2 separate regions of the Sus scrofa genome follow, and region 2 is linked to region 1. Evidence: chromatin contacts called from public HiChIP or PLAC-seq data. All regions are on one chromosome and are shown on one strand. Each heading gives the region's core, a stretch centred on a gene start, on an enhancer-like site or on the middle of the called end of the contact. The rest is flanking DNA. Distances are from core to core; before and after follow the strand shown.

What was found. HiChIP or PLAC-seq counts read pairs in DNA pulled down with a chosen protein or histone mark.
Region 2: a contact with region 1 is called in an H3K27ac HiChIP or PLAC-seq map of alveolar macrophages. The contact joins the promoter of TOP1 here to the enhancer-like site in region 1. A contact is called at or near these places in 4 of 47 Hi-C or Micro-C datasets (embryonic fibroblasts, epiblast stem cells, fetal liver and 1 more) and 2 of 2 datasets of contacts at active chromatin or transcription factors (alveolar macrophages and skeletal muscle).

What each region holds. Positions count from the first base shown.
Region 1 is chr17:43,673,677-43,678,746 of Sscrofa11.1, reverse strand. No RefSeq gene overlaps it. Among named protein-coding and RNA genes, the nearest start is that of TOP1, 34 kb to the left of the region's middle. Within about 2 kb of position 1,491, at least 26 of the 83 cell types and tissues checked have an H3K27ac peak or open chromatin away from gene starts, as enhancers often do. A contact at or near this core is called in alveolar macrophages, embryonic fibroblasts, fetal liver and 1 more, where this site is marked.
Region 2 is chr17:43,708,799-43,713,744 of Sscrofa11.1, reverse strand. It overlaps TOP1 (DNA topoisomerase 1), which reads right to left and starts at 3,475. Exons shown (of 21, transcript XM_021078395.1): 1 at 3,133-3,475; 2 at 2,785-2,809. The coding sequence starts at 3,165.

The sequences.
Region 1 (5,070 bases), core at 242-2,741:
CTCTGCTGGCTCATATTTCCTCTTCCTGTAAGTCAGGTCCCTGGGCCTATCAAAGGATGGTGTGGAAGCCAGCCCCTTCCTTCCTCCACTGTGTTTGCTTTTGAAAAAGGGGAAGTGGAACTGCCCCAGGGTCTGTGAGCTGGACTGACAACACCGTTCTTGTTCTCTGTTCCCCTACAATGCTCCTGGCTCCGAAACCTCCGGCTCTCGGTCCTACTCACTCGCCCACACCCACGCCACACAAAGCCTCATCAGAGGCTTCTTCAAGAATTGCAAGGTCTGGGAGCCAGCCACCCCAGACTCAGAAGAGGCCTCCCTGCTCTGTCCTGCTTGGTGCTGCAGGAGGACTGACCACCTCGTTGCTATCCCACTTCCATCCAACACGTATTTATTGGTCATCTACTCTGGGACAGACTCCGAGGACACCAGGGGCTGGAAGAGAGATGAGGCCCCAGCGCTTTGGGAGATACATCCTGGTAGGAAAAAGACCACAAACAGGAAAAGGGGGTCCTGGCTGAGGAGCTGTTTGGATTCTAAAACTAGCAGTTCTTCGGGGCTTAGAGGGAGTGATGCAGGGAGAGAGGAGGTGTGGGGATGATGTGAGCCCGGTGAAGACAGGGACCATGGCCCATGTGCCCTTGAATCCTCAGTGCCTGGTCCAGAGTAGGAGATCATTAAACACTGAATGAATGAGTGAATGGATGATATAATACTGACTGAGACAGAGGACAAAGCTGGGGGCTTGCTTTTTCTTAAAATTTAATTTCATTTTTCTTTTTAGGGCCTCATCTGTGGCATATGGAAGTTCCCGAGCTAGGGGTCAAAACGGAACTGTAGCTGCTGGCCCACGCCACAGCCACAGTGATGCCAGATCTGAGCCGCATCTTCGACCTATACCACTGCTCGCGGCAATGCCGGATCCTTAACCCACTGAATGAGACCAGAGATCGAACCTGTATCCTTATGGATACTAGTCAGATTCTTAACCTGCTGAGCCACAATGGAAACTCCTAAAATTTTTTATTGAAGTATAGTTGATTTACAATGTAGTTTAGTTTCAGGTGTATAGCAAAGCAATTATATACATATATATATATATATATATATATATGCACACACACACACATATATATATTCTTACAAATATATACTTTTTTGAAAATTTAATTGAAGTGTAGTTGATTTATAATGTTGTGTTAATTTCTGCTGTGCAGCAAACTGACTCCGTTATACATATATATTCCTTTTTCATAGTCTTTTCCATTGTGGTTTACAAAGCTGGGGGCTCTGAGATGGCCTTACCTCTATGGTCCCCTCTACTGCCCACTGTTCCACGGGGCCTGGACCCCAGTCCCAGACAGGTCAGCTCTGCTCCACTTGGATTCGTCCTCTGATGTCTCCTAGTCATTCCCCACCCAGGTCCAGCTCGGGGCCACCGTGGTCTGGACAGCCCTATCCACCAGTCTCCCTACTTAGCAACTTGTTGAGTGGAGACATCAAGTGGTCAGACCCTGGAATGGCAGTGGTCAAGCCAAAGACTTGGAGGGACTGAGCCCTCAGGATGAATCCTGATCCAGTCACGGTGGGGTCTTGATCCTCTATCCACAGTGAAACTTATCCCGGCTGAGCCCACATTCCAGCCCTGGAAGGAGCTCTATCTCTGGTCATATCCTGAAACCCCATCTCTCCAAAGAGTACCCCTAGTTTAAAATTCATCTATAATGACCTGATGTCACTTAAAAAAACAAACAAACAAACAAAAAAAACCTCTCTTTTGTTTTTTTAGGACCACACCTGTGGCATATGGAGGTGCCCAGGCTAGGGCTCAAATTGGAGCTGTATTCACTGGCCTACACCACAGCCAGAGCAAAGCCAGATCTGAGCTGCATCTGCAAACTACACCACAGCTCACGACAACGCTGGATCCTTAACCCATTGAGGAAGGCCAGGGATAGAATCTGCATCCTCATGGATACTAGTCAGATTCTTTTCTGCTGAGCCATGATGGGAACTCCAAGAAAACAAACAAATAATCAAAAACACCCCCCCTTTTATTGAAGCATAACATACACTTAGAAAAGTGCCCAGAGCACAAGAATTTTCACAGGTCAAAGAACATCCAGGTAATCAACACCCATTGCCAGCCTCCCAGAACCCCTCACACACTCCCTTCCAGCCCCTCCCTCCCAGGTTAACCTCTCTCCTGCCTCCTAGCTGCATATATTAGTTTTGCCTATTTCTATACTTCTATATACAGTGGACCTTGAACAATTTGTGTTCAAACTTCTCTGGCCCACTTACATGTGGATTTTTTTTTCAATAAGTATAGTACTTGAGTTTTCTTTTCTTTTCTTTTTCTTTTTTTTTTTCTTTGTCCTTTTAGACTGCTCTTGTGGCATAGGGAGGTTCCCAGGCTAGGGGTCGAATCGAAGCCAGCCTACACCACAGCCACAGCAATGCAGGATCCTTAATCCACTGAGTGAGGCGAGGGATCAAACCCACAACCTCATAGTTCCTACTCGGATTCCTTTCCACTGAGCCATGACAGGAACTCCCCAAATTTTTTTTTAAAAAAGAAAACAAAACCAAAAACTAGGGCTTGAGTCCCGATTCTGTCCAAAGGGTTTCAGCTTCCTGCCTTGGGGGAGTGCTTCATTTTCGAGGCAGTGATAGCTGTGTGGGGATTTTTGACTGCCTGTGGGTTGCCAGCCCAACCCCCATGTTGTTCAAGGGTCAGCTGTATTGGATATTTTATTTTTTGTTTTGTTTTTCTGGCTGCACCCGTGGCATGTGGAAGTTCCTCGGCTAGGGATTAAACCTGAGCTGATGCAGTAACGACGCCAGATCCTTAACCTGCTGCACCGCAAGAGAACTCCAGGTCAATTATACTTGAAATCATACAGTATATACATTTTGATGTCTGGCTTCTTTTGCTCAACACTGTGTCGGTGAAATTCATCCATATTTCTGTGCATACTTATTGATAGTTCATACTCATTAGTGTTTATGTTTCACAAACCCACTGAGAATCTAGCCAAAGGGATTAAACTCAAGTCTGATCAAGTCTCTGGGTCCAGCTGCCAACTTGTAGGAAGCATGGAAGCAAACACTGACACATCTCCCAAATACATACCCTCATAAGGGACCACTTCATCACTTACCTGCTTATCCTTAGTAACCCTTAGCTGAACAGATGTTTTGAAGCACTTAACCTTGGAGGATTCCCTAGGAAGCCACTCTTATTACTAAACTGGCCTTCAGCCTTATACTGTGGGCCTTCATTAAGAAGGCTTATTAGAGGAGTTCCCTTGTTGCACAGCATGTTAAGGATCTGGCATTGTCACTGCAGAGGCTCTGCTTGCTGCCGTGATGCGGGTTCAATCCCTGGCCTGGGAATTGCTGCATGACCATGGGTACTGCCAAAAAAAGAAAGAAAAAAAAAACCCCAAAACAAAAAAACAAACAAAAAACTTATTAGAAACAGCCCTAGGAAACCAGTTGCAAGATTTATTGTCAGGATCTTGCCAAGGACAGTGTTCATTCATTTTGTCATGGCCTCTCCATGACAACCCCAGAATAAATTTCTTCCACAACCTAGTACTAGGAACAAGCATTTTCCTTGGGGGAACACTTTTGCTTTTAGCTGACAGGGCTTATGAATTGTGTGATGGATCTTGTTGCTCTTTTCACAGTGGTTGCTAAGAAGCTCAGAGCCAGATCTGTGGCCCAGGCTCCCCAGTGCCTAGGACCCTGAGCAGTGCTATCCACACTAACTTGACCAGTGGCTGCTCTCAGCTTTCCTTCTCCCATTCCTCTGTTTCTATTTCTCTACCTTCTTTTTTTTTTTTTTTTTTTTTTTTTTTTTTTTTTTTTTACCTTTTCTAGAGCCGCTCCCGTGGCATATGGAGGTTCCCAGGCTAGGGGTCCAATTGGAGCTGCAGCTGCCGGCCTACACCACAGCCACAGCAACGTGGGATCCTTAACCCACGGCGCAAGGCCAGGGATGGAACCCACACCCTCTTGCTTCCTAGTGGGATTCGTTAACCACTGTGCCACGATGGGAACACCTTTTTTTTTTTTTTTTTTCTTTTTGCAGCCCCACCTGCAGCATATGGAAGTTCCCAGGCTAGGGATCGAATCAGAGCTGCAGCTTCTGGCCTACACCTCAGCCACAGCAACACCAGATGCAAGCTGCATCTCTGACTTAAGCCACAGCTTGCAGCAATGCTGGATCCTTAACCCCACTGATGGAGGCCAGGGATCAAACCTGCATCCTTATAGAGACTATTTTGGATTCTTAACCTGCTGAGCCACAGTGGGAACTCCACCTTTTCACTCTTGAATTGCCAGTTCTTAAGGGCTACAGGGAAGTGGCCACTTCAGGAACATGGACATAAGAGTAACAAGGTTGGCTTTGAGAGTTCCGTGCAAAGACCAGTCAAGTCTGTTTGGAGCAGAAAACTGCTAAGGCTCCAGATGGAGACAGGACGGCTCCCAGGCATGACATTTGCTGATACCCTGCGTTTGTCTGGTCACTGGTGAGCTCTCCAGTTCCCAGCACAGCCTCTTCTCACACTCCTGCCTGGGAATTAATAGACCAGGTTCCGATCTTGGCATGTGACCGACTTCCCCCTTCCGACTGTGAAGGTTGACCGCTTCCTATGTGTGTGTCTCCCGCAAGCACAGGCAACAATCAAGCTGTCACTAAAACAAGAGGAGATTTATGACTTTCAGCTAAAAGAACCGTTTTTACAGGAGGGATACTTGATGGGTCCCAGCTGTGGCGGCCTGCGCAGACTGGGGGCTGGAAGGTGTTCTGAGCACCTCTGCCTCGTGTTTCCTGCACCATATCCAACCCCGGAGTCCAGACCTGGAGCCAGCAAGTCAGATAAAGTGGGAGGGGGGAACGTGAATCTGGGACTCTAGGCTCTTCAGGGCTTTTTTTTTTTTTTGTTTGGGTCTGGTTTTTGCTTTTTGCAGAGCTGGAAGGCAGCTTTCCAAATGGTCCCTGTGAAGTTCCTGTTGTGGTTCAGTGGGTTAAGAGCCCGACATAGTGTCTATGAGGATGTG
Region 2 (4,946 bases), core at 2,226-4,725, 33 kb before region 1:
GATAAGGGCAGGCAAATGAGGGCTTTTTGTTTTAATATATGAACTGGCACAGTTAATCTGTAAGATGGGTTAGGTCCACTTAAAACCATGCTTAAGCAAACTCTTAATACAAAGATCAATAATAACTTGTCTGGGTATAATTAAACATTGATTTTTATTTTTTTTTAAACTCTTTCGTAGTTACATAAATCAATCACTAGTTATCAGTGTATTACTTAATAGAGAAAGCACACAGCTACTAATACTACATCTTTCTTCTAGACAATATTTACAAAGGTAATACTCCAGTGTCAGATCATTAGGGCAGTAGGGAAGCAGTTTAAGTGCTTATCCTCTTAAAAGAGCAGGTTTAGATAAAAAAACAAATGACAAACTATCAAATTCGTCCCTCTCGACTTTCTCAGCTCTGTAAGAAAGTAAAGATGTGCAGCTTTTAATTTCTTCCTACTAGAATCATACAGAGCATAGTGGCTAACCTTGTGAGCTTTGTAGTGTCCAACTCACTGCCCTTGGAAAGCTGGTAAATATACCCAAGTCTCAGTTTCCTTACTTATGGAAATGGAGATAATAGTACCTAACTCATAAGGGTTCTTCCAAGGATTAAATTAAACTAGTTAATCCATGAAAAGAGCTGAGATGCATGTCTGGAACAGTATATATTCAATAAATATGAACAATTATTGCTATTACAAGTGAAAAATTCTAAAAGTCAATATAACCAATTTACTCCAGTCTCTACCAAAAAATGGCACTAAAGATCAATAATTTACCTAGCCTACCATCATTCACATATACAATAGTTCCTCTGTATAATCTATGTGAGAACCACGGAGGTTAACTTTCTGAGAAAGGACAACACTTTGTTTCATTACTAGATACATTACCTACTCAGCCTAGTCTCAAAGTCAAAAGAACATTTATTTATTCTGTATTAAGATCCTACCTTCTTCCAAGAGAGGTCAAAAGGACATCCTCATCTGACACATCCTTTCTTTGCTTCCACATCCCAAAGAAACATATCTACACTCTGGCTTTCTGAACTGCAAGGGCCTCATCTCCCTCTTTTAAAACCCTGATAGGCTGACTGAACAGTTAGGAAATACTCTAACCCCTGACACTCAGCACCTAGTCTTGCACAACACCCAGCTACCTCCTCTGAGAAATTTCCCCACCCCCAGACTGAATGCCCTAGTCACCCAAAGCATTTCGGGTATACATATGCCCCAGCACCTACCTTATAATTAACTAATTATGTCTCCCCAGATAGACTGGATTGAAGGCAAGAACAGCAGTGTCCGGGCCAAAGATTCAACTTTAGTACTTAGCACAGTGCTGGGCACATCTCTCAGGTGCTCAAAAACTGTTACATTTTAACCAGATTCTCTCCTCTCCCCTAGTACTATCTCCTGCTGGATGCCCTACTCCAAAATCTGAACATAAGGCTGCTCTGCTCTCAGTAGAGCAGGCTAACACGATGGACTGCTGATTACAACATCAGAAAACCTACTCATCAGCTTCTCCCATTGGAGAGATTCCCGGAACCCAAACTCAACTGAGCAGAATTATGTATACCATCAGAATGGGTGGGAATTCCCAGCACACTACAGAGGGTGCCTTCTCCTCCAAAAGGATTGCTGAAAAGCTCACAGGGGAAGCTTTTCCTGGGGAATCTTCACTGAGCAACTGAACTGGAAATACTCAGAGTAAGTGCCTTGATTTGGCTGAAAAGGGTTCAAAAATATGAACATCTGGCAAAAGTCAGCTAGCTCTCAATTCCTGAAAAACAGTGGCTTCTGAAGAAGAATGAGCAGGAAGAATGGGTGCTGGCCACTCTTTGTTTCAATAAATAAAATCTTTTTTTTCTGACCCACAGCCCACAAGAAAAGGCCAGTACTCCAGGCCAGATGAGATGCTGAACAACCTTTCCTCCTGACAACCACATGAAACTGCGTTAGAAAAACACTGCTTTGGGAATCTCAGCCCCAATGAAAAGTTCTAGTCGGTGTTACTTTACTTAAAAAAAAAAAAAATCTATATGCCCAAGTCCAACATTGGATGGCCCACAGACAACTTGTAAACTTTCTGAAAGTAGATACCACTACCCTGGCAAAGAACACAACTTGGGGAAAGCAATCTCAAAAGGTGAAGAACTCCACAAAGGAGGGCTTTAGTTTTAGAGCCCTAATTCTAACCATCAAACATCTCACCGAAGGGGTGGGGGGATCAACAGTTGCTCAAGGGTATCTTTCATTCTGGAAGCAGAAAAGGAAACAAACAAGAAGCAGTAGGGGAATAACCCCTCAAATAAAGTTCTCTTTGGAAAAAAATAGTAACAATTCAGGCTCCCACCCTTCCCTCTGCTGAGGTCTGTGATTTATATGGCTTTGCTCTGCAGAAAGCTCTTTCTGGGCAGCTCAGGGAAGGAGCCGAGGGAGGGAGAGAAAGAGACACAAGCACAGAAAGGAGAGGAGAGAGAAAAAGAAAATGGCGCAGAGACTAAGTCCCGACTGTCGACAGGGCGACTTTCCCGGGAGGAATCCGGGCCCGGAAAGGCTGCCCGACGCCCGGTGACGGGCGACGCGGGGTCTCCGTTGCCCCCTCTTGGGAGGGCCGCGATATGGGGGCAGTGGGGTCCCCGGAAAGGGGGTCCAGAGGCGGCCCGATGGGAACAATGGGGCCGGTGAGCGAGAAGCCGGGACTTAGTCTCTGGGACGCCATGTCTGTCCTCTGCCCGGCTCGGGCCGGGCGGCCGGGGACCCGGGGTCGGGGAGGGGGCACACTCACCATTCAGTCGGAAATCCGCCTCGATCTGGGGAGAGAAAAGGAGGGACCGTGAAACAACAGGCACATTCACCCCGCGGCGGCCGGCGGGCGAGCGCGCGCGGCCGTGGGCCGGTCCCACCCTGCGCCCCCCGGGATGGAGGGGCCCCGGGAACGGCCGCCAGGGCCCGCCAGCCCCCCAAAATTGGAAGTTGGCGGCTTCCGCCCGGGGAGCCCATCGCCTCCGGCCGGCCGCCCCTACCCAGGGGTTCCGGCCTGTCAAAGCGGCCAGGCCGAGGCCGGGGCCTGCGCCGGGGGTCTTGGAGGGCCGGGGCGGCGCCGGGGACCCAGGCGGGTCGGGCAGGGCCGTACCTGGGAATCGGTGTGGAGATGGTCCCCACTCATGTCGGCAGGAGTGGCGAGTGCGGCGGGCGGCGAGGGGCGCCGAGGAGACGCAGACGGTCGCTACCGGCCTGTGCGGGTGGACAGGGGCTTCCGGAGGCTCCCGAAGGCTCCCGGAAGCGCGAGTAAACGTCGGCGGGGCGGGCCTGAGACTCCCGGTAAGGCTGAGGCGGCGACAGCGGCGGCGACGCTGACTGACTGCCGGGCGGGAGGCGAGAGCAGACCCCAGCAGTTGTGTAACAGCCTAAGTTCGCATTTCGGCTCACTGCGCCTGCGCGGCCGCTTTTAAATGAGACGTCGCTGACGTCAGAGACTCGCGGAAGGAGGCCGAGGGTTGTGGGGCCCGCCCCCTCGCACTTCCCAAGGAGGACCTGGCTTTGCATCGTAAGCCCCGCCCCTTAGTCCTCGCGCGCCGCTGTGATTTGCATGAGAAGTTGACTCCTCCCACGGCCGCACATCCTGAGCAGCCTTCTTTTCCTCTCCCAGCGCCTTTTCTCGGAAACCAGGCCCCTCCCCTAGGCTGTGCGCAGGCTCAGCCCGGACACCGCCTCCGGACCGGGGCCGGCCACTCGGCCACGTGGTGGGCCTTTAAAGGCCGCGGCGGGACCGCGCCAGGCCTGGTCCGTGCTTCTGTCTCGCTTTTTCCTCTTCTCGGAGATTCAGAAACCCTGGCGTTCAGGGCCCCTGAGCTCTCACCGGCTATTCCTCTCTCGTTAACCATACTCCGAGGCTATTTGATGGGAGGAGCTCCTTCCCCAGCCTTTGTCCAGGCTTTCCAATTCCTCGATTATTTCATGCTTTCTTAAAATTTATTTTATTTTTTTTCAGCCCACCAAAAGTCTGGTTTAGCTCCCGTTTTCAGTCGGGTACGTGTGGCCCTGGGTCTCAAGAGGCCTAATTTCATTAGTTCTTTCTTCAGACCTTCCTGAGCCAGGAATTGCGTTAAGAAAAAGGATAGGATAGGGACCAAAGAGAACCAGATCGCGGGGTGAACACGACCTGGCTCTGTGCCCTGCTGTATCCTTAGCGCGCAAAGAGGCCTAGGGGAGAGGAATTGGAGAGAGAACTGCCGCTTATGGAGCATCTACTCTGCTCTGATTTGACACAATAGCTCTTTGAGGTCGCCTATTTTACTAAAGTTTAATTGTGTCAGAGATAAGTGACCTACTAACTGCCTACTTGACATCTCCTTTTGGATACCTCACAAACTTCCCTAAACTCACCATCTTCCTCCACCACCCAGTTAGAAAAGCTCCACCCTGGACATCTTCCTTTTCTTTCTCATTCATCCAGCTGATTGCATGTTTTCAATCTTTCCCTTGGCCACACACCTGTCGAAGTCTGCATTATCTCTTGCTTGGATTATACTACATAATACATTCCTAACAGGGATCCCTGCTTCCCTTCTGGCCCTCTCACAAGTTGCTCTGCAACAGTAGCCAAAGTAATTTCTCTACACCAGATCTATTATCCCCTCCAACAGTACTTCTCATCTTAGTACAAAGTTCAAAGTTCTTTTTTTTTTTTTTTCTTCCTGGTCACACTCATGCATGCGGAAGTTCCCTGTCTGGGGATGAAACGTGCTACAATTGTAACCAGAGCCACAGCAATGACAACCCAGGATTCTTAACCCACTGGACCAAGAGAGAACTCCATAAACCAATCTAATTTTGAATTCTGCTCTTCTGTTGATTAGCTGTGTGACTTCAGGAAAGTTGTTTAACTTCTCTGAACCCCTATTTCCTCATCTGGACAATGGCGATAATGGTGAAAAAAATTTTTAA